Linked DNA regions of Mus musculus: all the other regions are linked to region 1. Evidence: chromatin contacts called from public Hi-C and HiChIP or PLAC-seq data. All regions are on one chromosome and are shown on one strand. The core of a region is the stretch at or near the end of the contact, and the rest is flanking DNA. Distances in the headings are between cores, read along the strand shown. Region 1 holds the start of Mrpl33 (mitochondrial ribosomal protein L33). Region 2 has its middle 8.7 kb from the start of Gm36665. Region 3 overlaps Babam2 (BRISC and BRCA1 A complex member 2). Region 4 overlaps Babam2 (BRISC and BRCA1 A complex member 2). Region 5 overlaps Babam2 (BRISC and BRCA1 A complex member 2). Region 6 overlaps Babam2 (BRISC and BRCA1 A complex member 2). Region 7 overlaps Babam2 (BRISC and BRCA1 A complex member 2).

What was found. HiChIP or PLAC-seq counts read pairs in DNA pulled down with a chosen protein or histone mark. A called contact is a pair of places that touch in the nucleus more often than the background predicts.
Region 2: an H3K4me3 HiChIP or PLAC-seq map of bone marrow-derived macrophages shows a contact between it and region 1, with 7 times the contacts expected there. The contact joins the enhancer-like site here to the promoter of Mrpl33 in region 1. A contact is called at or near these places in 1 of 39 promoter capture datasets (macrophages), 1 of 484 Hi-C or Micro-C datasets (bone marrow-derived macrophages), 17 of 115 datasets of contacts at active chromatin or transcription factors (bone marrow-derived macrophages, cardiomyocytes, craniofacial prominence and 11 more) and 1 of 9 other capture datasets (adipose tissue).
Region 3: a CTCF HiChIP or PLAC-seq map of the NIH/3T3 cell line shows a contact between it and region 1, with 13 read pairs. The contact joins the enhancer-like site here to the promoter of Mrpl33 in region 1. A contact is called at or near these places in 2 of 39 promoter capture datasets (the SN4741 cell line and embryonic stem cells), 1 of 15 datasets of contacts at CTCF or cohesin (the NIH/3T3 cell line), 3 of 484 Hi-C or Micro-C datasets (cumulus cells, epidermal suprabasal cells and tail fibroblasts), 6 of 115 datasets of contacts at active chromatin or transcription factors (T-cell acute lymphoblastic leukemia, bone marrow-derived macrophages, cardiomyocytes and 2 more) and 4 of 9 other capture datasets (adipose tissue, embryonic stem cells, liver and 1 more).
Region 4: a contact with region 1 is called in a FOXA1 HiChIP or PLAC-seq map of pancreatic cancer cells. The contact joins the enhancer-like site here to the promoter of Mrpl33 in region 1. A contact is called at or near these places in 1 of 39 promoter capture datasets (the SN4741 cell line), 3 of 484 Hi-C or Micro-C datasets (the N1E-115 cell line, cumulus cells and tail fibroblasts), 7 of 115 datasets of contacts at active chromatin or transcription factors (T-cell acute lymphoblastic leukemia, cardiomyocytes, embryonic stem cells and 3 more) and 4 of 9 other capture datasets (adipose tissue, embryonic stem cells, liver and 1 more).
Region 5: a contact with region 1 is called in a CTCF HiChIP or PLAC-seq map of the NIH/3T3 cell line, with 6 read pairs. The contact joins the enhancer-like site here to the promoter of Mrpl33 in region 1. A contact is called at or near these places in 3 of 39 promoter capture datasets (cranial neural crest, frontonasal cranial neural crest and macrophages), 1 of 15 datasets of contacts at CTCF or cohesin (the NIH/3T3 cell line), 1 of 484 Hi-C or Micro-C datasets (the N1E-115 cell line), 6 of 115 datasets of contacts at active chromatin or transcription factors (T-cell acute lymphoblastic leukemia, acute myeloid leukemia, embryonic stem cells and 2 more) and 4 of 9 other capture datasets (adipose tissue, embryonic stem cells, liver and 1 more).
Region 6: a contact with region 1 is called in a CTCF HiChIP or PLAC-seq map of the NIH/3T3 cell line, with 7 read pairs. The contact joins the enhancer-like site here to the promoter of Mrpl33 in region 1. A contact is called at or near these places in 1 of 39 promoter capture datasets (macrophages), 1 of 15 datasets of contacts at CTCF or cohesin (the NIH/3T3 cell line), 6 of 115 datasets of contacts at active chromatin or transcription factors (CD8 T cells, bone marrow-derived macrophages, effector CD8 T cells and 3 more) and 2 of 9 other capture datasets (embryonic stem cells and macrophages).
Region 7: a contact with region 1 is called in a Hi-C map of epidermal suprabasal cells, with 2.6 times the contacts expected there. The contact joins the enhancer-like site here to the promoter of Mrpl33 in region 1. A contact is called at or near these places in 2 of 39 promoter capture datasets (embryonic stem cells and macrophages), 2 of 484 Hi-C or Micro-C datasets (epidermal suprabasal cells and myocytes), 5 of 115 datasets of contacts at active chromatin or transcription factors (T-cell acute lymphoblastic leukemia, bone marrow-derived macrophages, embryonic stem cells and 2 more) and 1 of 9 other capture datasets (macrophages).

What each region holds. Positions count from the first base shown.
Region 1 is chr5:31,612,128-31,615,747 of GRCm38.p6, reverse strand. Mrpl33 (mitochondrial ribosomal protein L33) reads right to left here and starts at 1,797. Exons shown (of 4, transcript NM_025796.3): 1 at 1,726-1,797; 2 at 1,127-1,145. The coding sequence starts at 1,747. All of the region lies in intron 2 of Gm38424 (a long non-coding RNA gene), which reads right to left.
Region 2 is chr5:32,110,551-32,114,170 of GRCm38.p6, reverse strand. No RefSeq gene overlaps it. Among named protein-coding and RNA genes, the nearest start is that of Gm36665, 8.7 kb to the left of the region's middle. Within about 2 kb of position 1,765, at least 75 of the 459 cell types and tissues checked have an H3K27ac peak or open chromatin away from gene starts, as enhancers often do. A contact at or near this core is called in adipose tissue and bone marrow-derived macrophages, where this site is marked.
Region 3 is chr5:32,054,194-32,057,813 of GRCm38.p6, reverse strand. Babam2 (BRISC and BRCA1 A complex member 2) reads right to left here. Exons shown (of 12, transcript NM_144541.1): 11 at 150-303. Among named protein-coding and RNA genes, the nearest start is that of Gm40277, 34 kb to the left of the region's middle. Within about 2 kb of position 1,968, at least 30 of the 459 cell types and tissues checked have an H3K27ac peak or open chromatin away from gene starts, as enhancers often do. A contact at or near this core is called in the NIH/3T3 cell line, the SN4741 cell line and tail fibroblasts, where this site is marked.
Region 4 is chr5:32,033,914-32,037,533 of GRCm38.p6, reverse strand. The region is part of intron 10 of Babam2 (BRISC and BRCA1 A complex member 2); the gene reads right to left. Among named protein-coding and RNA genes, the nearest start is that of Gm52770, 37 kb to the right of the region's middle. Within about 2 kb of position 1,598, at least 115 of the 459 cell types and tissues checked have an H3K27ac peak or open chromatin away from gene starts, as enhancers often do. A contact at or near this core is called in the N1E-115 cell line, the SN4741 cell line, adipose tissue and 4 more, where this site is marked.
Region 5 is chr5:32,014,542-32,018,161 of GRCm38.p6, reverse strand. All of the region lies in intron 10 of Babam2 (BRISC and BRCA1 A complex member 2), which reads right to left. Among named protein-coding and RNA genes, the nearest start is that of Gm52770, 17 kb to the right of the region's middle. Within about 2 kb of position 2,006, at least 38 of the 459 cell types and tissues checked have an H3K27ac peak or open chromatin away from gene starts, as enhancers often do. A contact at or near this core is called in the NIH/3T3 cell line and adipose tissue, where this site is marked.
Region 6 is chr5:31,982,628-31,986,247 of GRCm38.p6, reverse strand. The region is part of intron 7 of Babam2 (BRISC and BRCA1 A complex member 2); the gene reads right to left. It overlaps Gm52770 (a long non-coding RNA gene), which reads left to right. Exons shown (of 3, transcript XR_003955739.1): 2 at 3,241-3,392. Among named protein-coding and RNA genes, the nearest start is that of Gm52770, 14 kb to the left of the region's middle. Within about 2 kb of position 1,802, at least 107 of the 459 cell types and tissues checked have an H3K27ac peak or open chromatin away from gene starts, as enhancers often do. A contact at or near this core is called in CD8 T cells, the NIH/3T3 cell line and embryonic fibroblasts, where this site is marked.
Region 7 is chr5:31,966,253-31,969,872 of GRCm38.p6, reverse strand. The region is part of intron 7 of Babam2 (BRISC and BRCA1 A complex member 2); the gene reads right to left. Among named protein-coding and RNA genes, the nearest start is that of Gm52770, 31 kb to the left of the region's middle. Within about 2 kb of position 1,757, at least 67 of the 459 cell types and tissues checked have an H3K27ac peak or open chromatin away from gene starts, as enhancers often do. A contact at or near this core is called in epidermal suprabasal cells, extraembryonic endoderm stem cells and myocytes, where this site is marked.

The sequences.
Region 1 (3,620 bases), core at 548-3,047:
GATCAACCTGGACCACAGACTGAGATCCTGTCTCAAAACAAAATAAAGCCAAGAAGGCCACATTACTCCTCAAACAATGCCCCTGAAGACTACAGTATTTGTTGATGGAACAAGAAAGACAATGATGCTAGGTATGGTGGTACAGGCCAATAACCCTAACCACTTAGGAGGCTGGAGCAGGAAGTTCACAAGTTCAAGGCCAACCTGGGCAACTCATTGAGTCTGAAAACTTAGAAAAACAAATATGAGGCTGAACAGAATTCAGGAAGAGAGCTTGTGCCCAGCATGGGCCTAGGTTCAATGCCCAGTACTGGAGGGGAGAGAGGGTTATATAATTAACATAATTATCCATTCAGTCACACGGATTCAACAAGTCTCTATGGGGTACTTACTCTGTGAGGAGCCCTACAAGACACTAAGTCTGTGCCTCCTAGGGCTGAAATTATGGAACAGATGGACTGGCCCATAGGCAAGGCACAGGTCTAGCCTCTCAGTTCCAGCTGCCTAACGCTTAGCTCTGCAATCTTTCTAGTGCTTGGACTGACTTCTATAAACAGGCTCTAGGTTTCCATCAAATCAGAGCTCATCTGTAGATTCCTGCAGAAGACTCAGGCAAATGGCTCTGGTTAGGTAGAGCCAAACAGATCACCAGCCTGATGCTTGCTTTAGGAGCAAAGCAATGAACTAATAGATTCTGAGGTGAGACCAGAAGCAAAGTTCCTTTACACAAAGGCTGTGAATACTCCCTGGGACAGAAGGGAGACAGCACAGTCCTCAACTTACATCCTCAGTTTACCCAGTGCAAATGCACTGCTTTGCAAGAGGCCACATTTCCCACTGTGCTCTCTTCCCCAGTTAGTAACGGGTACCTCGGCTTCCTACCAGCCACAAAGGGAAGAGGAAGCAGGGTTGCTAAGCGACATGATCTGTGGTTTTGGTATATCAGATGCATTCTCAGCTTATGTATCTGCAACCCAGGATCGAACTGTCAATGGTAGCACCATCAAAGGACTTTTCCCCCAAGGTGCTCACATCAACAAAATAATTAACCAAATAAATAACCCCAGATCAACTCTTGGGAGATCAAACCCAAACACTGGGCCAATAAAACAAAAACCTTACTTACTTTGACTTGCTCTTGGCAACTTGTGTGTGTAAAGGTTGGAAGAAAGAAAAAAGATAAGGTTGTTATTTTTTTCATTCGAAGTGCTTATCAACATTAGTTGTAACCAAAAACACTTTAAAAGTATTCCCCACTTTACACTAAAATAACTTTTTCCTGGTGTGAGTCTGGCCCACACAATTATGAATGTTTTGTTGTTGTTGTTGTCTTGGTATAATCAACAGTTGTCTGCCATCTTAACATCGTTCTAAGTAATATCTGCTCTATCCCCACCCTTCTATAGTGTAAATATTTGTACTGCAACACAGCTCTTGTTTGAACTTTACAGACTGCAGCAAAGTCGCCTGAGATGCTAACTCTAATCAGGATGTCAGCCAGGAGCCAGGCAGCGGGGTAATACCACAGCGGCCAGTAGACATTCTTCGGACACCCCTGCAGAGGGCGACGGGGCTCCCGCCGCCTTCTCACCAGACCCGGAGGCGCGCCGCGGGGTGGCAGCCGCCGCGCCAGGTCCTCCACCCCTCCGGGCTCCACCTCGGGACCTGCGGGTCACCGCCTCGGCTCCACGCCGCAGGCCCTGCCGCCGCCTCAGACCGACTTACAAGAGACAGCGGAGAGCAGCATGGTCCACCGATTCTCACCGAGACCCGCCTAAAGAGCTCAACGACTACTTCCGGGGCATGCGCGGGTTCCGGTAGAAGGCTCAGGAAGTGGACAGAAGCCACGCCCTCCCCTGAAGTTCGGGCAGTCTCTGACTCAGTGATTTATTGGTAGTGAATTTTGTGGTATTATGGGAAGGACCCCCCCTCCATACAAAAGATAATACTGCCAAATATCACAATACCCAGATCTGCCTGGCTCCAAAACATGTAGCCTTTCCCAAGAGACACTGATCTATCTTTTTTTTTTTTTAATTTTATTATATATTTTCTTTATATACATTTCAAATGCTAGCCCGAAAGTTCCCTATATGCTCCCCTACCCACCCTGTACTGGGGCATATAAAGTTTGCAATACCAAGGGGCCTCTCTTCCCAGTGATGGCCGACTAGGCCATCTTCTGATACATATGCAGCTAGAGATACGAGCTCTGGGGGTACTGGTTAGTTCATAGTGTTGTTCCACCTATAGGGTTGCAGACCCCTTCAGCTCCTTGGGTGCTTTCTCTAGCTTCTCCATTGGGGGCCCTATGTTCCATCTTATAGATGACTATGAGCATCCACTTCTGTATTTGCCAGGCACTGGCATAGCCTCATACGAGACAGCTATACCAGGGTCCCTTCAGCAAAATCTTTCTGGCATATGCAATAGTGTCTGGGTTTGATGGCTGATTATGGGATGGATCCCCGGGTGGGGTAGTCTCTGGATATTGTACTCTGATCTACCATTTGCCCAGCAATATTTTTATGCCTGTGCAAGAAGTCCTAACTCCACCACCAGGGACCTCACTGGTAACTTCATCTCCCAATTAATAATCAGGATTTTATTATTTTTGCTGTTGTTTTGCTTAATTTGTGTGTTTATAATGACTCTCCCTATATTATAATTTATTTTTACGCCTGAGTGTTTTGCTTGCTTGTATATTTGTGTACCACTTGTGTGCCTGGTACCTGAGAAGTTTAGCATCATGCTTCAAATCTGGAACCAGAGTGTTATGATAGTTGTGAGCCACCATGTGGGTACTGGAAAGCAAACCCTACTCCCATACAAGAGCAACAAATATTCATAGTGGCTAAGCAATCCTCTCTGGCCTGTTGTTGTTGTTGTTGTTGTTGTTGTTGTTGTTGTTGTTGTTGTCTTAAGTGATCTTCTCAGCAATGCTGTATTTCCATTTCCATGTGAGGAATCCAAGGATAAGAATAACTAACTTGGCCAAGGCTGTTCCAGTTATTAGTGGAAAGTCTAGGTCTTGAATCCAAATCTTCAAAATCTGGAGGTCATATTTTAAATTTTCAAATATGGCAGGCATGTACTTAGTGCTAGTCTAGCTAAATCAGAGAGTTCCAGGTTCAGTAAAGATCCTATCTCCAAAAAAATTAAATAGGGTAGAGAGAAAGCAACATTGGCCTGTCCTCCACACATGCACATATGTTCATGTGTGCCAGTTCACATGTACACACATATAACACAGGAACACAAAAAAGATACCATGTCTCTTGAATGCTTGAATGGAGTGTGAAGGAGGCAATTACTTTCTCCTCCCATTAGGTACATCTGCCTGTTATTTACACCTAACACAGTGCTGGCAGCTGGTGACTTGATTAAGATGTTACTGATACAGATGTAATTCCAGATTTAGTTTTTCTTTCCACCTGAACTTAGCCCTCTATGCCTTATAAAGTGCAGAGCAGCAAAGGCAGCCAGAAAGGAAAGGTGCAGTTAGTTAGGTAAGGAGAACAAGTACAGCCTTTGTGGAAGCTGGAGTTGGGGAGGGAAGAGAGGACACCACTGTTTAACCCGGATCTCCACCCAGAGAGTGGATGGCGGGAGTGAGAACC
Region 2 (3,620 bases), core at 516-3,015, 500 kb before region 1:
GTGTCCTACACATAGTGGACAGAGAAGGACATCGGGTGGCCTGCTTGCTCAGCTTCGTCTTATTCCCTTTGGATAGGGTTTCTCACTAAAAGTGGAGCCTGGCTGGCAGCCAGCGAGCCCCAGCAGTCTTCCTGTCTGGACTCCCACAGCCTTGGGGTTACAGGCATGTGGGCAACCACACCCAGATTTTTACATGGGTGCTGGGTTTGTAACTTAGGTCTTCAAGTTTGCCCAGTAGGTACTCTTGCTCACTAAACCATCTCCCTAGCACGGTGTGTGTGTGTGTGTGTGTGTGTGTGTGTGTGTATGCGCGCGTGCGCATATTTAAGTAAGAACTTTTTTATATATTGGACTTTTGGGGTGATAATTATTTTGATACAAGGTCTTGCCTTAGCCCAGGCTAGCCTAGAGAGATCACAGTAATTCCCCTGCCTTAGCCTCCCAAGTGATGGAATTACAGGTGCAAGTTGCCATACATGTTTGAACTTTATAAAAAATGAGGAAGTATTTCCTATGAGGAACTGGGGCTAGGTGGATGCAGGAATATCGTAGTCTGAGGGGATTTTAAGAAAGGAACTCTCCAAGACGAGGTCAAAGTTCCTACCAGGGGTGCCACTTGCTGAAGGGAGAGACAATTTCAGTCCAGATTGTAGTGGCCACAGAACTGGAGGTCAGGATGCTGGATGGGTAGGCGACTGGGGTCAAAAATCTCTGTAGCTGGAGGAAGAGAAGATGTCTGAGTTAATGCCAAAGCAAGAGGGTCATGATTGGAGGCCAGTGTGGGATGACAGGGGCCAGTGCTCAGGATGGCTGGGACTCCTGAGAGAGGACAGGTCTGCTGACTCTAAGCCTGGGACCAGTTCACGATGTGAAGTACTTAGTCCTTGCATAGAACAAGCCCGGCACTGCACGGTGTTTTGTTATTATTTGTAGGAAGCAATTAAATGTTCCTCCAGCAAAGTGAAAAGGCAGTTCTAGGTGGTAATTGCTTAGTTCTTGCACATGGACAGAACCCATTATCTTTTCTCCTTTCTTCCCTCCCCTTTTCTCCTTTCCAGGTCTTTGAATCAGCCTTGGGGGTAGCCAGATCCTGCCTGATATCTCAGTGGCTTACCAAATCAGCTGCTTGGCCTTGGGCAAACCTAGACCTCATTGTCTATGCAGTGGGTCAGTAATAAAACAATCATGGCAATCCCCACCAGTGCCTGGAGTCTAGGACCACTGAACGCCACAGGCTTGGTCACTGCTCCCAGGCTGAATGGATCCGAGGGGCAGAAAGGGGCAGAGAGCTGACCCAGCTGGAAACTGGATCCTCACGGCCAAAACAGGAACAGGCAGGAGGGGTGATGGGAGCAGTTTCCCACTCATCCTAGCAGGACCAGGAACACAGCCCAGACACTGGAGTTCAGAGACAGAGGAAAGCAGAAAGCTGAGGCCCTTGTCTGTGGTTAAGTGGGCAGTCTAGGCAGTTCCTCATTTAAAATGGGAACCAAGCAACCAGCCACTGCCACAGGCCTCATCCAACCCATTTCCGGCCATAGTCCTACTTGCAAAGGCCCCTGGTCACTGGTCTTTTCCAGGGTCTCGGCAGGGACTCCCCCATTTGGGAGTAGGGCCATCATTCCTCAAGGCACAGTGCTTGTGTTGGATGCTTATCCTAAAAACACCCCATCACTGAACTGGGGAGGGGCAGAGAGGGGAGCAGGAAGGGTGGGGCTGCCCACAGCAGAGGGGTTTGCCAGGCAGAGCTGCCCTTCTAGGACTCTAGAGGACAAGTAATACTGACAGTGATAATGCTATTCTCTCTGTGTCCGGCTCAGCATTCATGGTACAGCCAAGGAAACGGAAGTTCTGAGTGTTTAGCCTTTCTTTACCCGTAAGGGTGGTGGTGAGTGTCAGAACAGGATTGGAATCCAGGTCTCTGGAGCCCAGCACTTTGTGCTCAACATTCTTCCCATACAATCCACAAACAATCAGTGAACCCTGTACCCCTAGGTGCTGGGGTGAGGCCACGGAGAGTCAGGGGGCGTATATAAATGTAAGAATTGCATTTGGGAGATGCAGACTAGACCCAGGAACACTTGACCACTAACTATTGGGAGCCTCACGCAGTTCCCTTTAGGGGGCTTAGAGTCCCTGGTAGAAGATAGGCAGGCACACTGGTAAGAAAAGGAATCAATCAGAAAATGGAGGTATGAGGAATGGCCACATGCTTCCTCATTCTCTCAGTCCCCAAAGGTCTAGGCAAGCCCAATGTGGAGTACCACACCAGGCAGAGGCAAGCAGGATCCTCCCCCAGGGGATCTATCTGCTAGGTTCTGGATCTGAGAGAAGGAGGTGTTAAATTCTAAGCATCCGTAATCCTCCAGGTGTTATCTTTCCCCTTCTGGGCTAGTTCATTACCTAGGCATGTCATCTGTCTCTCCTCTGTCCCCTTGGGGGGTGGGGGTAGGGATGGGATGGGGAGGACAGACGCAGTGGCACAGATACATGGAGGTTAAGATGTCTGCCACATTGTTGGGGGAGTTCTCACTCACTCTCCCCTTTTCAGAGCAAGAGAGCCCCATGCCTTGCCCTGCCTCCCTGTTAAGCTGCCTTCCCATCCTTTTCCCGTTATCAGATAGGCCTCTGGCTTCCACACACTGCTCCTCCTTAAGTCCTTCCATAGACTTCCAAAGCGGAAAGGCCTCCACGGAAGCCACTCGCTTAACCAGCAGACGAGAATGACTCCTCGTCCCTTAGGAAGGGCATGATATGCCTGAGGTAAGAAAGCCAGTGCTGTATGACCATTTAGAAACCAGATATGATAAAATAGCTCCTGAGGGGGCTCTGCATGAACTCAGAGAACAAGGCAATTTTAGGGAAAACAATTAATAGAAAAACAGATCAGTTGACCTGGGCTGGATTACCACGAAAATTACCTTTGTAACTGCCTCCTCTTGGGGACTCAAATTTTCACTGCCAGTAATGGAAGAAGGAGGGCAAGAGAGGACCCAGTGGCCTCAGAGACAGGCCTACTTTATCTGTGCCCGGTCACTCTCCTAGTCCCCGTGTCTCTGTCAGCCTTTGCCTCTGGAACTCTCTGTTGGGGGAAGCCCTGTGTGGGAATCCAGATGCCCCTTTGAGAGAGGAATCTGGCTTTGTTGGGACTTTGCATTGTGCCCAGAGAAGGCCAACACTGTGGGGGTAGGGGTGGGGGTGGGGGTGGGGGTGAGGAGTATGTCCCACTTCCTGGCTCAACCACCTACTGTTGTTTGAACAACCAACTTCCTCTCTCTGGGCCTTGGTTCTCACCTGATAAGGCGGATAGGTCCGGCTTTCAGAAGGGCCAGGTCAGCTGCTGTCCCAGCCAGGGTTAGTGAAGCACACGTGTGTGAAGCACACGTGTCCAAAGTGTGTGGTGTGTGTACAGAGATCTTTATTGGAGCTTGAGATGTGTGGATACCAGGCCTAGAGGAAGAACTGCCCTGGGAATCAAAGCTCTCAAAACAGGGAAACTGAAGGGTTAGCTAACTGGAAGCGTCAACCCTATATGTACACAAAGGACCATGTAACAGGCCGACAAATGATGGAGCCCTTGTGAAGAGGAAAAGCAACTCAAATGGGCATGGACAGCGCTC
Region 3 (3,620 bases), core at 719-3,218, 440 kb before region 1:
TATTATTGACATTATTTATCTACAACTTAACTTGCTATCTCATATCTCCTACAATCCATTTACCAAAACAAAAACCAACCAACCAACCAAACAAACAAACAACCCAAAGAGGCCACTCACGGCCAGTCAACTAACAATGTACCACTTACTTTGCTCTCTTGGCCATTTCATTTCCATCCCATCTGGGGCTGTATGGGTAGTTTTTTTGTGCTTGGGAGTAAAGCTGTCCACTGTTGGTAAAGTGATAGACTGACTGAAATGTGAGCGTAGGCTGATCTCGAGGGAAAAACAGGGGCAGGTCAACTGCAAGGCAAAAAAGGGGAAAAGATGGTTAGAGTTCATAAATACATCCTTTTTGTTTCTCCCAAGGCAGGGCTTCTCTGTATAGTCCTGGATGTCCTGAAACTCATTCTGTAGACCAAGCTGGCCTCAAACTCACAGAGATCCACCTGACTCTGCTTCATTCCCAAGTGCAGGGATTAGAGACATTTGACACCACTGCTCAGCAATAAACACATCTTAAGACATGTTTTTGGCTAACTCAGAATGCTGGGTACATGACAATTGGAGCCACAAGCACCGATTGAGGTTTGGATCAAAGCAATGGCATGAGGGACCACAGAAGCCGTGACACATGCAGAATCTTAGGCATAACCAGAATGGCGTCCCACACTGTCCGACCTCCTGGGCCCTGGCCTTGCCCATTGCCATTGCAGAGCTAGCCATGTAACTGTGTTAAGTTTCCATTATGCCATACGCTTTTCAAGGGCGGGACTGTGTCTTCCTCACCTACAATCTGATGGGGGAGCAGGATGAAAGATGGTTTTCAAGAACAAACTTGGAAAAGGGACAAAGAGGGCTTTGATAGGATGCACCAACTAGACTTCCAGAAAAATAAAATTATCATTCTGCTTCCAATCAAGTCGTGAAATCTCCATACTCAGCACTTTCCTTTTTTTCCCACATATGTTACCACATATATTTATATCTTGTAAATCAGAGGGAGCTCCTTAGTGGGCCGCAACAGGGGCAAATCTGAACAGAGACTCTGCTGCTGCCCATCAGAGCTGAGCCCAAGCCCCCTGCTAATATGTAGTGTTGCTTTAGCATTTCATTTGGGGGTTAAGTCAAGTTTTTAAAATAAAATCTCTTGTTAGTTTTAGTGGAGGCAAAGCATCCCCAGAAACTGTTTCAACATTCTCTGAGGTAGACAAAGTTTGTGTAAATGTTACCCATTTCCAGGACAGAGAATAGGCACATTAACAAATGCAGTAATGATGTGTATAGATTTTCTAGCTTTGCAGAGTTCATTTTAGATGCTTTGTTAATTAAAACTTCAAGAAAGGGACATTATTTTGAAACTGTGTGTTTAACAGCTGAGTAAACTAGAAAGTTCGTGGACTTTGTCAACTTTCTCATAGACTGGGCAGCAGCAGGGGACAAAATCTAAAGCCAGGATTGGAATCTTTGGCTCCTACTGTGTGACACTGCAGAATACTCTCCAATAACCTGCTTAAAATTGTGTTGCAATTACAACTCAGTCAGTAAGCCAGAGCCTCCACTGTAAAGCATGAACAAGGATGGAAATGTTAGCTGCACAAACAGATACATATTAAAGCAACATGTAAGGATGCTGTGGAGTGCAGTCCTACCCCTCCCCTCCTCTCCCCTTCTCTCCCCTCCTCTCCCCTCCTCTCCCCCTCCCTCCCTCCCTCCTTCGGTGCATACTGCTGATCCTAGCGCTTTCCCTAGATGTGACTTCTCAAAGGAAAAGTTAGCTTCATGGTTTTTGTTTTTGTTTTTTTAAAGAAATCTCCCAACAATAACTCACTGCCCCCCCAAAACCAAAACCAACCAACCAACCAGCAAAAACCTGTGTTGTTGGTAGAGCCTCTCAGACTTCTGAGTGTACCCGACTCTGACGATGTCTGACTCAGTGGCACAGGGGGTTTCTACTGGTGACTCACACCACTACCAACAAAAAGGGGCAGGACTGAGAATGACCACTTTTTAGTCACATTTCTCAGTGCCACAGTATGATAGCCTCCATACATGGCTATTTTTATGAAACAGAGATTGTATAACACAGAACAACAAAAGTATGAAAACACCAATCCAAATGACAAATACCTCAATTTAGAAAATCCTTGTAGGTCCTTCCCTATAGCAGGCTTGGTCTGTAACATCCTTGGCTACTCGGAACAAACACTGATTTCTAACCCTGTTACGTCCTTTCTGATGCTCATTTAATTCCCTCTGATAAGTTTTTAGGAACAAATGCCTGTTCATTGTACACTTTTCCTCAACTTCAATTGCAACTGCTGAGTAACACCCGAGTTTCCAAATAGGAAACAACATTCAGATTAACCTCCAAACCGATCATTAATAATAGAAAAGTATTTAACATGCTAGTTTACCTATGAAAAAAGAGTAATTTTAAATAAAAGAATTCAATGCAATCATTTATAAACAGCCATCACTCACTATCAAAAGTAATGTAGCTATGACTACAGGCTATGTGGCTTTCAAGCTACTGGCTTTGGGGACTTTAGACTACATTTTTCTAAAAAAAAAAAAAAAAAAAAAAAGAAGTGTGTGTGCGTGAGTGCGTGAGTGTGTGTGCGTGAGTGTGTGAGTGTGTAAGTGTGTGTGAGTATATGTGGATGTAAGTACATGTGTCAGTGCTTGTGCTTGTGGTGGTCAAAGGAAGATGTCATTCTAAGGAATGGCATCCACCTTTTTGAGAAAGGATCTCTCCAGTGGCCTGAAGCTCACAGTTGGACGAGGCCAGCTGGCCTACGCCTGAGCATCCCGTGCATCGGCCCTTTCAGCTGGGATCACAAGCACAGGTCACAACGCAGAGCTTTTAATAGGGATCGAACTCAGGGCTTCTTGCTAGTACTTTATGGACTGAGCCATTCTCCCAGTCCCCTGAAAAAAGAAACTTTTATACAGGTCTTGGTTTAGTGCTCTGGCTGGTGCCAAACTCCTGGGCTCATGAGATCCTTTGGCCTCTGACTCCAGAGTATCTGGGACATAGGTATACACTCCTGCATCTGGCTGGAATGCCTTCTAATCTTTTTTCCCACGATTTTGTTTTGCAGAAGTGAGTTGCTGGTATTAGTATTTGATATGTTTAGAAATATATTATTTCCTAGTTTTGAACTATTTTCTTTGACTCAAATGCCAATTAGTATTAGAAACATTAAAAACCAGAAATATCTATTTACCCACTCAAGTAAGACATGATTTTTGTTTTTACTTAAATATCAGCAAGCTCTATACTGATGTATATCATAATCCCCCAAAGCATTCATTACATGATCCTTTTTTGTCTCCAGAGAACAGCATGTCCTTATAGCCAATGTTCAAATCAAAACACTTCCTGTATCACAACTGGATTACTGGAAGAACAGGAATTGTCAAAGGATTTCAGAGATAAAAGTTGTCTATATGGTAGTTCATGCAGAGAACATAAATGTTTAAAGCTATAGATACCTTGCTCAGGTAAGCTGTATTCTATCTAATAGTCAGTAGTCAACAAAATGGTAGCTTCTTTAAAAACTACTCTATGTATAAAATGATGTAATAACTACAATATCTCAGAGCTACTTTGCATT
Region 4 (3,620 bases), core at 349-2,848, 420 kb before region 1:
CCCAAAAGTCAACTTTATGAATTATCTCCACCATGAGGGTATACTAATCAGTTCCTGAGTACACTCTGCTGTTCTCTTTGGAGCGTCCTTGCCCCCTTACCTATAAATCTCATCTACATGTAAGGGCAAGTTCAGGCAGAGCCGTTCTCTAAGATCTCCAGAGGTTTGGCACTCCTGTGTTCCAGCAGTCTACATGTGCATCTGTACATTTACATGTCTGACTCTCCCACCCCTGGACAAATGTGTGCACCTCACCTCTTCTGCACCTCCAGGCCTACTCCAGGGTTAGGTTCACAGCATACATTTCAATGTTTGCTGAGTTGACTTAAATATACATAGGGCTTTCCGTGACAATAGGACATTAGCCTGTGCATGTTCTGCTGTTCCTGGTAACAGTACTACTGACACAGCAGGTTTGGAGCAAAGACGACAGATGGTAAAAGAGGCAGCTGCCAAGTGTCAGAAATGGCTGCAAGTGGCTTGGGACAGGCAGGCAAAGGGGAGAAAACATCCTGTCTCTTTCTGAAGTACTTACTTTTTGCAATCATTGTTGATGTTTCATTGATAAGTATAGTTACATTTATTGTTGGCTATAAACAATCCAATAATAGGTCTGCAAACTGAAAGGGACCACTTTCTGTACATATAAACAGACAGGTTACACTCTAAGGACTTAACTCTAAATAAACTGTGTAATTAAGTGACAACAGGAGCTAAGTGTGTGAGGCTATGCCTTGATGACAATTGGGCTAGCAGAGCTCAGCATCTGAGAAGAGAGAGAAAGCCTGTTGGATGAATGTACACTTGCACTGACCAGGCTGCTCATCTACAGAGAAATCTTATGTGCATGAGTAGTTGTATAATTTTTTAAGCATGAAAAAAACATTTTAAAGCCAGGGGTAGTGGCATGTGCTGATCATACCAGAACTCAGAGGGAAAGACAAAAGGATCAGGACTTCAAGTTTGGTTATAGAGTAAGTTTAAAGGCAGCCTGGGGCACAAGGGAACTTATTTTTTAAAAAGAAAGAAAAACACTTGAAGAAAATATTATTATATTCTTATAACTCTGACCATAGGTAAACGTGGAATGGAAAGCCTTTGGAAGTTTTGTTTTGTTTTGTTTTTTTGCAGCTCATGAGAACTAATATGCTAATATTGTAGGCTAAAGATTTACACACACACACACACACACACACACACACACACACACACACATACACACACACACACTCCTGGTTTTAGGACGTGCTGGCTGGACATGGGAGTGGAGAAGCTGTGAGACTGAATACTTGGGTCAGAAGAGCCAGTGTGGTGAGATGCACTGCAGTGTGACGCAGCAGAATGAAAAGACATCACCTAGCATGGATCATAAACAGATTCTTTGAAAGACCAGAGACGAAGATCAATCAGTCCTTGCTTAAACATTGGATGGCTGCCTGGTACAAAGGCCTATTTTGCTTTGCTATGTAATTTCCTCACTACTTAGCTACAAAAGCGTATCAGAATTGAATTCTAGTGCTCTGTCTAAATGGGAGCTGAGTCACAGGTACCTGATGCTGTGTCTGCAGGCTGAAGTGGATGACTCACGTCTGTGAAATTCTGAGAGAAAGTACCACCCGACCCCTTGCTTAGTCATCTTTTGCATGGATGCTGGGTTCATGAGCTCTGTAAACTATAATGAGCTATCTAGCCTTTTACCATCTCTTTCTTCTTTTCTAAACAGTACAAATTACAGCTCTAAAAATAACCTCATCTACGCAAGTGAGTCACTGTGACCTAACAAGCTTCCACAAGTAGTTACCCAGCTCAGTTGTGATATTTACTTGTGAAGGTACAAATCTTGTTGTCATATTAGCCCCCATTTTCTTCTCCCTCAAGCTTCAGATAAGAATTTGGTGAACTGGGGAAAGGAGAAGGGAAGAAGGTTTCAGGGAACATTTTTTTTTTTTTAGGAAAAAAAAAAAAACATAATGTACCCAATGCTTGAGATGTTCAGGATTGTAAATAGAGCTTGTGGGGAAGGAATTCACTGGAAGCTATCCCTGGGCTTGAGATGTTTTTCAGTTTTTCAGAAGGTTTGCCTAGCATTTATAAGACCCAGGGTTCCATGCCCAGCACTGCATAAACTTGGGTGTGGTTGTAAGATCAAAAGTCCAAGGTCGTCCTAGGCTACCTAATGAGTTTGAGGCCACCCTGGACTAGAAATCCTGCTAATCAATCAATCAGTCAGTCAGTCAAATAAGTAAAGCTATTCCTACCAGCATATGAGAGCTAGAATTTTAATATTTTAGGCTAAAGACGTTTCTCTTAGTAAGGAGAACATATTGACTATGGAAAGACATCTCTTGATAATTCTATTTTCTTAACAATTCTGGACTGTAAATGTATGACTTTTTTGATAAAAGGCATAGCTGCGCCAATAAGTTTGTATGCATTAAATGTTCATCTTTGGATCCTAGAGACATACACTAAGCCTTGGCACTCTACCTGTCCACTTGGCTACTTTCTGACGCTCAGGCCTGACCTCTGGTCTTCAGATTGCCTGGTGAGACTTCCATTGCCAACTCGCTGTCTTCCTACCCCAGCCTGTACAATGAATTCAACCAGGGGCAGGAAGCGGCTGTCTCCATGGAGCTCCTCTCTTCACGAGTGAGGCAAAGCTGCTCAGATACCAAAGTGCCACTCACTCACACTCTGGCTTACTTGGGGAGACTGGAAAGGAACAAACTTCCTACTACCACCAAGCCTAACACTTGCCACCACTGTCCCAGCTTCTCCTGTCAGAGGTCAGACCTCTTGGCCTCACCCAGACAGTCACGTGAACAGTCGCAACTAGCTGCTGAGGGTGCTTAGGGATAGAATGATGAAATCATTGATTTAGCTGAAAACGTCCCCAGGAAATAGGCTACAAAGCCCATTGACGGCTCCAGCCAGGCAGAGGCTGAGTCACTCCAGTCCTTCCTGACTCCTTGATTTATATTAAATAGGTCAGCTGGATCACCTGAATCCTGTTCCTCATCCTTTTGAGGGGCTGCCCCCTGCCATCATGTTGGGCCTAGTACTGCTTCCTGTTGGGCCTAGTGAGGACTTTACTAATCAGCCTTAGCCTCAAGTCCTAGGAGGGCCTGTGTACTATGTTCCAGGGGCCACCTCATGATCACATCTCTACTTTGGATCCCTTTCAGGATGCAGAGACCCTAGTTACCCTTTCATTCCCACAAGGTAGATGACACGTAGCCCCGTCAGCTCTTTTCTCGTTGCAAAATGGGTGTACCATGTACCTCTCAGGGTATGAGGAGGAAGAGGAAAGGGGCCCTGTCTGTCCAAGTTCAAGGGGCTCCCAACACCCAGAGGCTATGGAGCTTCGGCTCAGGGCCGACCACTGTGGGAGGCTCTGTGTCTAACGATACGTTAGGATATCATTCAGTGTAGTCTTGGACCTCAGGGGGCAAAGAAGCTGAAATAATGAGACAAGTTCACAGGATAATGAAACGGCAAAATGTAAGTGTGTGTTCTTCAGAGCAGGTGGATACTCAGACAGGACAGCTAAGCAGAAGAAGGGTTTTCAGAAATGGTACAAGAAAGATGAGGCCAAGGAGTGACAGAGAGGAGGGTCAGCA
Region 5 (3,620 bases), core at 757-3,256, 400 kb before region 1:
AAAAGATTTCTTTAACTAGTCTCTCCCCTTTCACCCTCTAGTAAAGACAGCTCTGGTTAGATTCAATTATTGTTTGCCAGGACTATCTTCCCATGTGTGTGCCATTCCATTCCAAACCGTCTTCTACAATACCAGAGGAATGTAACTGTAAAAAGCAAACATACTCTGCTTGCTTTCCTACCCAGCCCTCTTTCTTCCTATCCTTGGGATAAGGTCAAGCATTATCAGCCTGGTATGCAGAACTGTCTGTGTTCTGGCCTCTGGTGACCTTTCCAATGGAATCTCTCACCACTCCCCGGGATCCACCAGACACTTGAGAAATTGGAGTCATTTGCAGTTCTTCACAAACACTTGACCATTTCTTCTCTCAGGATCTTTGCTTGTGCTAATCTGTCTGCCTAAAGTGCTCTTCCAGCCCTCCTGCTTTAGTAAGTTGGGTGTCCTACCCCGTGTTCCCATGATAGCTGGTGGATACCTAGCATTATACTTTAAAGAATGTTTCATTGTTAAGTTGTGTTTGTTTGGCTTTTGAGACTGAGTCTCATTGTACACTTGTGATCCTAGCCCCTGAGCCTCCCAAGTGTGGGCATTACAGGTATGCACTATCATGTCTGTATGGTTTATATGTTCATTTGCCCCAAGAATGTGAGCCATTTCAGAGAAGATCCCAAGCATCCTGGCATCCCCATGGCTTAAAAATGCCTGAAGCACAAGAAGGTCAAATGACTGTGCAATGAGTAGACACCTTCGCAGGTCTACCTGGAGGCCACAGGGAAGAAGGAAGAAAGGGAGGGGTGGGGGAAGGCAAGGAAGGAGGAAGAAAAGGAGGCATAGAGCAAGGAAGAAGTAAGACAGCGTCTCTCCATCTATCTCAGTGCTGGATTTGAACTCGGGCCCTCATTCATAGTAGGCAGACACTCTGACTGATATTCCCAGCTCTCCATTTCTTGATAATATGATCATGTATCTAAAAATCCTAAGGAATCAACTAAAGCTCAACATAAAAGCAAAAATAACTGCCTTCTCTGAAAGCTCATGGTATTTAGAATATGCTAATCTGGAACTCACTATGTAGCCCAGGCTGACCTGAAACTCACATGGTCCACTAATATTTTTACAAAGATACTAAAGCAATTCAGTGGGGGAAATTGGGTCTTTTTGATCAATGTTTCTAGAATGAAAATTAAAAAAAAATATATACAAATCATGTCCCTCACTTCACACCATACATAAAGTTGAGGCAGAATACAGACCTGTATTCATGAATTAAAACTATGAACTTTCTACAAGGAAACAACTTAATTAGGGTGGGCTCTCTGCCTACCATGCTGCTACTGCTGCTCAAAGCTTGTCGAGGAGAAGTCTGGACTTCCAGTGATACCATCTCAAAAAAATTAATTTAATTTAGGAAAATTTGAATTGGATTAGGTGACTTAATTAAGCAGGATGCAAAAAAATGTTCTATAAAATTAAGAAGTGATAAAAAGAGACCTCATAAAAATTGTAAATGTAGTTTTTGGAAAGATGCAGTTAAACAAACAAACAAATAACAAATGGCTCTGTTAAAGTTTATAGAACACGTTACTGACAAATGGATCCCAGCCAAGTTTATAAAGAATTCTTAAGTCATAGATAGGGATAAGGCCCCATGGTATAGCATTTGCCCAACATGCTGGAGGCTCTGTGTTTGATTCCCAGGACAAGGGGAGGGGAGCTCAAAAACTGAAAAATGAGATAATAACATGCCAATTAAAAACAGAAAAAAGATTTCAACAGACCCTCCCATTTCCCACACACTCCCTCGGTGGTTAGCACACAGAGCACTCAGCAGCACTGCACATGAGGGATTGCATATTAAAAACCCCAGGACAGTCTCTCAGACCCCACTGTGGCTGCGATTAGAGACTGATGATAGCGAGAGCCGGAAGGCATGCGAAAGAACAGAAACCTCACGCTCTGTCGGGAAGACTGTAAAGAGTCACACTGCTTTACAGCATGGTGGTGGATGACTGAGTTAAACACACACTGGATGGGTGACTCAGCATTCCTACCCCACAGTTAACTAAGCAGAACTAAAAGCATTGTCAAAACAAAGATCTCCCTTAAATTACATCCAAGGAGCACTATTCGTAATCACCAGATACTGCAAAAAAACCAATATTCACTATCTGGGGTGGAATACTACTCAGTAACCAACAAGGACGCAACTCTAAAACACATAAGCCAACATGTACAGACCTCAAAACACACTATACAACAGAAAACAAGAAAAACATTATATCCGTGTGGTCCCACTATAAAGCAAATATTGTAAATTCTATAGTAGCAGAGCTGACAAATACATTCTGTAACTGCTAAAAATTCTATTCAAAGCTGACGTAAAGATTGAATGGCTCATAGTCTAAGTGAGGTAGCTAGTAACTCTCTGCAATGTCAGGTATTACATAGGGTAAGATCTTGCCTCTTTTAAGGGTGAATTGATACTCTTAACAGTTTCTTACCTCAGCAGATTTTCTTAACCATACTCTGAAAAGAAAAATAGAAGGTGATGTCCATAACTGAGGACCACCGCTTTTCTTTAGGGACACTTCCGAGATTCAGGGATCCTGTTTTGGATCCTGATCTGGACAAGCTAGCTGTAAAGACAATATGTCCGAGGGACTGGAGGGATGGCTCAGTGGTGGAGAGTGCTACTGATCTTCCACAGGATCTGGATTCAATTTTCAACACACGTCAGCAGCTTTACACTGTGTGTAACTCCAGACCCAGGGGATCCAGTACCCGTTGGACTCTGTGGTCACCTGCATGCATATAATGCACACAATCTCATGCACAAGAATAAACCTTGCAAAGAAGAAGGCATATCTGAGACCAACAGGGAAGCTTATAGGCAGACTGAGAATTACCTGACGTTAAAGAATTAGCTATAAGAATGTAGGATGCATTCCTTAGAAATCACCACTGTTAGAGATACACACAGATGCATACGGAAGTATTCATAGACGATACAAGAGATGTGGTTTACACTTGCTTCAAAATACTCCAGAGAATTCTAAAAGCAAATGACAAGGAGGTTTGGGAGAAGAGACAAGAGACAAAGCTGCAGTGCAGGTGTTGCACACACAAGGAGCCTGGGCGACTTCTGCTTTCACCTGTGCTTGTTACTTTCTCTATTGCTCGTGCACTGGGGCGTGATCTCACGTTCTTGCATGTGCTTGGCAAGTGTTCTACCATAAGCTATACAGACAGCTTACTTTTTACATTTTGAGATGGGACTCAGGTTGGTCTTGAATGTACATTGTACCGGATCCTTAGCATGGACTTGTGGGTCCTTCCAGCCTCAGACTCCTGATGTAGCTGGAATATAAGCTGGTACCACTAGGCCTTGCAGTGTTTTTTTATTTTAATTTTTGATTACATGCAATATTTGGAGGGGGCACACACGTAGAGGTCAGAGGAGAACTTTTGGGGTCAGTTCTGTCCTTTTACCATGTAGAGATCAAGTATAGGGGATTAGACTTAGTGGCAAAGAACCTTTTCATCTGCTGAGCCATCTTGCTGGCTCAATGCTCTTGTTTGTAAGGAGTCCTAGGTGCTCACAGTACGTCCACCACACAGAA
Region 6 (3,620 bases), core at 553-3,052, 370 kb before region 1:
GCATTCGGTTTCCAATAAATATCTGTAGTACAAATGGAATATCCTTAATCTGAAAAACTGAAATCCAAAATGCTGCAAAACTGGAAGCTTTATAAGTGCCAATTGATTTCCCAGTGGAAAATTCCATGCCCAATCTTACAGAATGGGTTACAGTTAAAACACAGGCATAGGACTGGGGAGATAGGTCAGGGGTTACAAGAGCTTGCTGGGCAAGTATGAAAACCCTAGTTCAAATCTCCAGCTCTCGTATAAAGACTAGGTATGGCCATACATGCCTGTGGCCCAAGTGCTGCAGGGGAAAGAGACAGGAGAACCATGGAAGCTTGCTGGCCACCAGTCTAGATCCAGGTAGAGTCAGAGACCCTGTTTCAAGAGATTAAGGCAGACTTTCTCTCCTGGTCTCTTATCATGCATAAATCATACATACACATAAGTGTATATGTAAGCACACACGCACATACACACACAAACACATCACACAGACACAAACCCATAGGTACATTAAAACTATTATATGAGATTAATTTCAGGCTCTGTGTATATGGTACATATGAAATATAAATAAATTTCCTGTTAGACTTGCATCCTATCTCAAATATAGACCTTTATGCATATGGAAATATTCTAAAATTTGAAAAACAAACCTGAAACACTCTAGTCCCAAACATTTCAGATAGAGGACACTCTACCTGTGTCAAATGACAATGTTGAACTTCCCAAATAAACATTCAAAGTCTATAAATGTCTGTATTCTTTTCCTCAAATAGTTACTATGGAAAGGAAGATTTTTAAGGGTGTTGGGGTTAGTAAACATTTTTGGTACAGTCAGTTAATAAATATTGCTCTTGCTGCTTTAGAAGATGTGTAAATGAATGTGCATGGCCATGCACCAACGCAACTTTATGACTACAGAAAATTGAATTCCATACAGTTTTTACAAGTTATGAAACATCATTCTTTAAATGCTTTTCTAACCAGAAAAATGCAAAGATTATTCAGAGCTGGTGGGCCACACGTTACCAGCCACTGGCTGGATCTGCCCAGTGCCTATAGCTTGTCTCTTGACTCAGAATGACTTGAGGGTTTTACAGAGGCTGGAAAAAAAAAAAAAAAAACCAAAACAGAAACATCCAGGAGGAAACACAGGCAAAAGCCTAAGATGAGGATGTTAGCAGAAACAAAAGCAGGCCCCTTTGTCAGGTGTCTTTGGTACCCCACTGGGGTAGTTAGTGTCATTCCTCTATCGACTTCTTTAGGCATTGGGTGAGGGGCACATCAGGCACTTCATGAACCGTGGGAGTTCTTACGATCGCATTAGATTGTAACTGTGCAAGAGCGAGCTATTTATATGATTCCGAACGAAGCTTGAGGCATATTCTGGTGTTTTTTACATCTATGTTAGGTGAAAAAGCTGCCTACAGAAGCCTGCCTCCCACCCAAAATACTAGCTGTTAGCTGCTGACTGATCCTCGGCAATATTAAGATGAATCATATATGCTCTTTTCTCAGTGCAAAAAGAGATAATTTTGAAACTCAAAAAATTTCACTTTGGGTAGTCACAAACCACACAGTAGAAAAGCTGTCCAGCCGTAAAGTTGTAAATAAATAGAACCCACTCCTGCGTGGACATCTTTTGCTTCTTTTAAACTGTGACGCTTTTTTAGGCCTCACCTCCTGCATGGTGTTGAAATGATAAAATGTTGCAAGCATGTTCCGTGCCTAGGCCGGAAGGCAGCCTTGGCTTCCCTTCTCTCTTCCCTGGCGCTCCACACCCTTGATCTACAGAACCCACACCCTTTCTCAGGCAGCTGCCTTTTCACCTACCCCAACCAGCCTGTGGCTTTCCTGGCTTGCCCTTGCTTGGTCTATAAGGTGCCAGCTGCTGGCAGAGCCTAGTCGTTTCCTATGACAGAAAAACTCTGTGTTTCTTTCTCCTTATTGTGTGGAGAAGCAGGTATTTTTGGCCTCAATTTCTAAGATCTGTTTTATTTCTCTTGTTACTAAGCAGGTCACTGCCACCCTCATTTTTTGCTGTGTCATCATTTTCCCACATTACCCTGTTTGGCACCGAGGGATGAACCACATCAAATGGAGGAATTGCAACCACACATTGCCTTGAGAAGGAAGCAAGGGAGACCTTAGGGTGTGTGTGTGTGTGTGTGTGTAATGACCATTTTGGGGGCTTGTTCTCCCATAATCAAATCCTGCCTATCTTAACAATGTGGTGGTGTGTCAAAGCATTGGAATTCTGCTTTACTCAGCAACCCAGAACTTTATAGGAAAATGAAGCAACAAAATGTTGGTCTTCCTGTTAACTTGTACTTAGCATGGGACTGTTTGTTTCCCTATGACATTCCAGTCAAATCTCCTAAGTTTCTGGAGCTCTGGGCTATCCACAGAGGCCCATGCAGTGTCCTGACATCCTTAGGCATGGTTCTTTTTTTACTTACTTATTGATGCCAGTGCCTAAACTCATTGGTTCATGTTTTTATTTAACAAACTATCACTTGTACTAAGTAGACAGTCTACCACTAAGCTAGATTCCCACTTTCTTCTAACCTGTCCCGAGAGAAACATCATGCATTAGAAGTGAAAGTCTTAAATCCAATAAACCAAAGAAGCAATTTGCTTGCAAACATTTTAGACACTGCTGGGGACCCAGATCAGTGGGAAGATACTTACCTAGCGAGTATGAACAAGTTTCTGGGTTCTTTAGGCTCTGTTAGGAAACCAAGCTAACCCAAAATGGCTCCATCTATGTTGCTAGCAGCAGTGCAGGTCTGGCTCTGGGACCCTTACAACATGTGAGAATCTGTAGTTAACACAGATGGGCCTGTATCAACTGACGTTTTGCCAGCTAACTAAAAACATGTGCCCAACAAGTAAAGCATCCGGGCACTAACGTAAGATGCCACAATCCCAACTGGGACGTTGAGAAGTCACATTTGATATCTTTAGGATACTGTGCTAGGGCTGATGTTTAATGACAGCTGGCTCGTGCTCATCAGCATGGAAAACAGCACTTAGAGGCGGAGCACGTGCAGTGATTTGATCTTTGTGACTAACATGGGCAATTAAGCAGTTCATAAAATGAATGTCGGTATTTTTGCTGTTGTTTTGGTTTGGCGTGCATGCAGTTTTGGCTAATGTTGGAATTAGCCTTTCTTGAACATCATCTGTAGAATGTGTATAAGCTGTCTGTAGTACCAGGCAGTGAGCCTCTACTTCCTTCTGTCCCAGATTAGCACACCCAGGTAATACAAACGCCTTCCAGAGATTCTCTTGGAGCCGAAGGAGACAAATCTGTAGCTAGTTCTGCTGCAGATCCAGAGGACCAACTATCCAACGGGTGCCCAGCATGAGAAACACTGTCAAGCACACAGAAGGAGAAGGTACCCATCTAGTCTTCTCAGTTAACAAGCAATTGGTGTTCTCCAGCGCGGATGTTCAGCAGTCCTGATCCACCTTTATGAGCCAAATTATCCATATAATTTTATTTGCCTATTGACCTCCCTGCTCCCATTTCAAGCCCCTTATGATCCCTCTCCACAACTCCTGGCAGCTGCCCAGTGGGTCAGACCACGCTCATGTCAAGGAGCTGAACAATGCTGAAGGGAAGG
Region 7 (3,620 bases), core at 508-3,007, 350 kb before region 1:
GGGATCCAGCGCAAGGGGAGGCCTGTGGCTGGCACTGTTACTGATGCTGTGGTGTGCTGGCAGACAGGAGCCTAGTATGGCCACCCTCTGAAAGGCCCAACAGCAGCTGAAAGAGTCAGATGCAGATACTAGCATCCAACTAATGGACAGAAGCTGTCCCCTGTGGTTGAATTGGGGAAAAGTTGGAAGAAGCTGAGGAGGAGGGTGACCCCATGGGAAGACAAGCAGTCTTAATTGATTTGGACTCCCGAGATCTCTCAGACACTGAGCCACCAACCAGGCTGCATACACCAGCTGATATGAGGCCCCGGCACATATACAGCAGAGCACTGCTGGATCTGGACTCAATCAAAGAAGATGCACCTAACCCTCAAGAGACTTGAGGCCCCTGGAGTGGGGAGGCCTGGTGAGGTGTGGGTGTAGGGACATCCTCATGGAGATGAGGGTGGGTTATGGGACAGGGAGGGGCAGACAGAGAGGGGGATGAAGTCTGCACTGTAAAAAAGGATTAAAAAAATAAAAATAAAATTAAAAAAAGCCAAAGTAAAGATTATCACTAGATAAAATGTAGTTTGACAATGAATATTACTGTAACATACCATTAGAAAGGTAATTTCTAAGGTCTTTTTTAACTGCTCAGCTCAGCCACCATCACACCTTGGTGGGAACTCCCATCCCTAGTACACCAGAAAGTTACCAGAGTTCTTCCTGGTCCTTGAGTGTGCTGGGTTCCTAGGTCAAGCAACACTTCCAACTGCTGCCATTTATTATATTATAGTATTCTCTCTCCCTAGACGATGAACAGCTCAAGGATAGAAACATGTTCTCTTTGCAGTTCACTACAAGATTGGACTCTATTCTGGCACATAATAGATATTATACATCTAATTAGTAGAAGGTGCAAGAGTACTGAGACGGCCCAGAGAGGTCACCCCTGCCCAGGAAGCCTTGCACACTTTTCTTGTTCAACAAGTTAAATACTGAAGAGCTGGATGGACTTACAGAAAACCACAGTGCCTGTGAGCCCAGGGGTGCCACATTTATGGAGTTTGTCTTTTAGATACTACAGTGAGGGTCTGATTACCCCCAAGTATCTGTGGCCTCAGCTTTAAGACCTCTGTAATCTAAGCTCTGTCTGTCTACACACACACACACACACACACACACACACACACACTATACATGCACACATATGGATGTATATTTTGAGATTATTTTACTAAATAATTTTATCTAAAAAATAGTAGGGAAACAGACTCCCTCTTATACTCTCCACTGCAGGTAAAATGATTTCAGTCTGCAAGGTGTAACTTGATTCTGAAACCACTGCTTCCCAGTGTCAAGACACTCTAACAGCAGGCCAAATGCCTCTGAATGCATGTTCAGGAGAGCTGTGGGGAGTCAGGAGTGCTATGTGGCTGACCAAATGTATGACAGCTGCTCGGTGAGGACACATGGGATGAATGAATAAACCACGTGACAGCAGTACAGCCCCAGCACTTGCCTCATGTCTGCTACCCTGGTCGTCTCTCAGTGGGTAATGCTTCTAATTCAGTGACTAGAAACTTGAAAATGATTGCAATGTCCAGGCTGGCTCTTTGTCCCTGGGCTGCGCCTTCTAAACATCATGCAGAAGTCCAAAGTCTCTGGTACTGGCAGGGTTCCCACCTGCAGCTTGCAGGCCAGCAACCCTAGCAGATTACTACTGGTAATCAGGCCCTTCTCCACCCAACACTGTGACTACAGAAAACATTACCTCAGAGGTAAACATGGCAATCATCACCAGGCCCCACCCCACCTGAAAGGAATGATCAGGCGACGGGAGCAACACTGACTGTTGACTTCCTGCTATGGAGACAAACACCCACCTTACCAGACTTTAGCCACTAATGGATCTCTGAACTGCAGGAGTAGACAGTTGTGGATAACTGAGCTGGCCAAGTATATCAAAACACGATATTTTTAAAGGCTCCTGGGACCTAATTTGGCTACTCTGTACACTCTGGGCTAGTGGAGCCAGGACCAGTAAAGGCAGAGCTAGAGCCAGAAGCACCTGCCCGCCTCCAGGTGCTCGGAGGAAAGGCACCAAGAGTTCACCAGGAGAAAGAGGCATGCAGCCTGCAATCAGGTCATTGGGAAGGTAGGGCTGTGTGTGCTGGGTTACAGGTTGCTACTCAACCCTGGCTCCACTGGGCAATCTTGGGCCCCTGCCCATCTGGGCAGGTTTGTCAAATCCCATGTGGATATGCCTACACACACTGCCTCTTCTCTCAGGCTCTACATGAAATGACGATATATTCAGGGAAAACACATTTCCTTCCATTTGTGAAGAGAGAAAACTTAACAAAACCAAACCCAGCAGCAAACAACATCCTGAATCAGAGACATTACCAGTCGTCAGCAGTAGGTAAGAAATTCGTGCTAAATAAAGAACAATGCAGCAGTTTGACCTGGTTCACAGCCTATGCCACCAGACTTAAAATCCCTTGGAGATAACTAGAAATTTCACAAAAATCTCTATCTTTTATACACATCCTTGTACTTTAGTTTTCTTTTCAAGGATCTCCAAGTACCAAACTTACTGAGTAGCTGTCACAGCATGGTGTGACACTAAAGAGAGCTCTTGTTCAAGCACACTAAGCATTTCTGTTGTTCATGTTTTACTGGGCCTATAATAGTGAGTCAGTTTTGTTTTCTGAGCCATCTCATCTGTAAGTGTTCATGGAAGAGACTGATATAGGGTCAAGTCCTCAGATCTAGAGTCTGAAAGGTGCTTCAATCTCTTCTGCCACTCAGTGAGAGGTCACAGCACCCACTTCCCAGGAACAATGTGGAGCTGAAAACAAGATCCACGTGTAAGGCACTGAAGCCAGGGCTTGGCACACACAAACACTCAAGGAACGTCACCTGCTGTTCTCTCCCTCTCTGTAGTAGTCGTGGGGGTGGCTGTGGTGACAGCTGTACACAGAGTCAAGGAGTGTTGCAAGAGTGGAGTCAAACAGCAATGAAAGGATAAAGAACAATGGTAGTCTTACACAGGGCTTGAGTTAGGTAAGCGTGGAATTAAAAAGCCAGCATTGCCTCGTGTGTGCATTAGAAACTAATGGAACCTCTGAAAGCAATATGTCCAAAAGATGCCCCTTCATCTAGACTGAAAGATATTCCAAAGGGCACATGGCTAGGCAGGAAGCAGAGTGAGCAGCAGGTGGAATATTGATGGGCTTTAGCAGCGCTCAGCACACCAGCCCGGGTCACACTCACTGTCATCACTGACTTCAAGAACCCAGAAGACAGACTAAAGCTCAGAAATGATATGGCTACCCTCCATTACGAAAGGTTCTCATAGCCTGGGAGAGTATTAGCCCACATTCCTGAAGGTGTAATCTCCCTGCTAAGAGTCTCCTGGCTTTTTACTTCCTGCTGATTCCCACAGGTGGCACCCCAACTTCCTGAGGGCATGATGTACCTCCTCAGCTATAACTGGCAACTTTATCCATAACTCGACTCAGATGTTTGCATGGTTCACAGACCCCAAGCAAGAGTGGCTGTGGAAAGAGCATGCACCATGCACACTGGACAATAATTCTCCACTGCCATGTTACTTAACCTCAATCCATAGT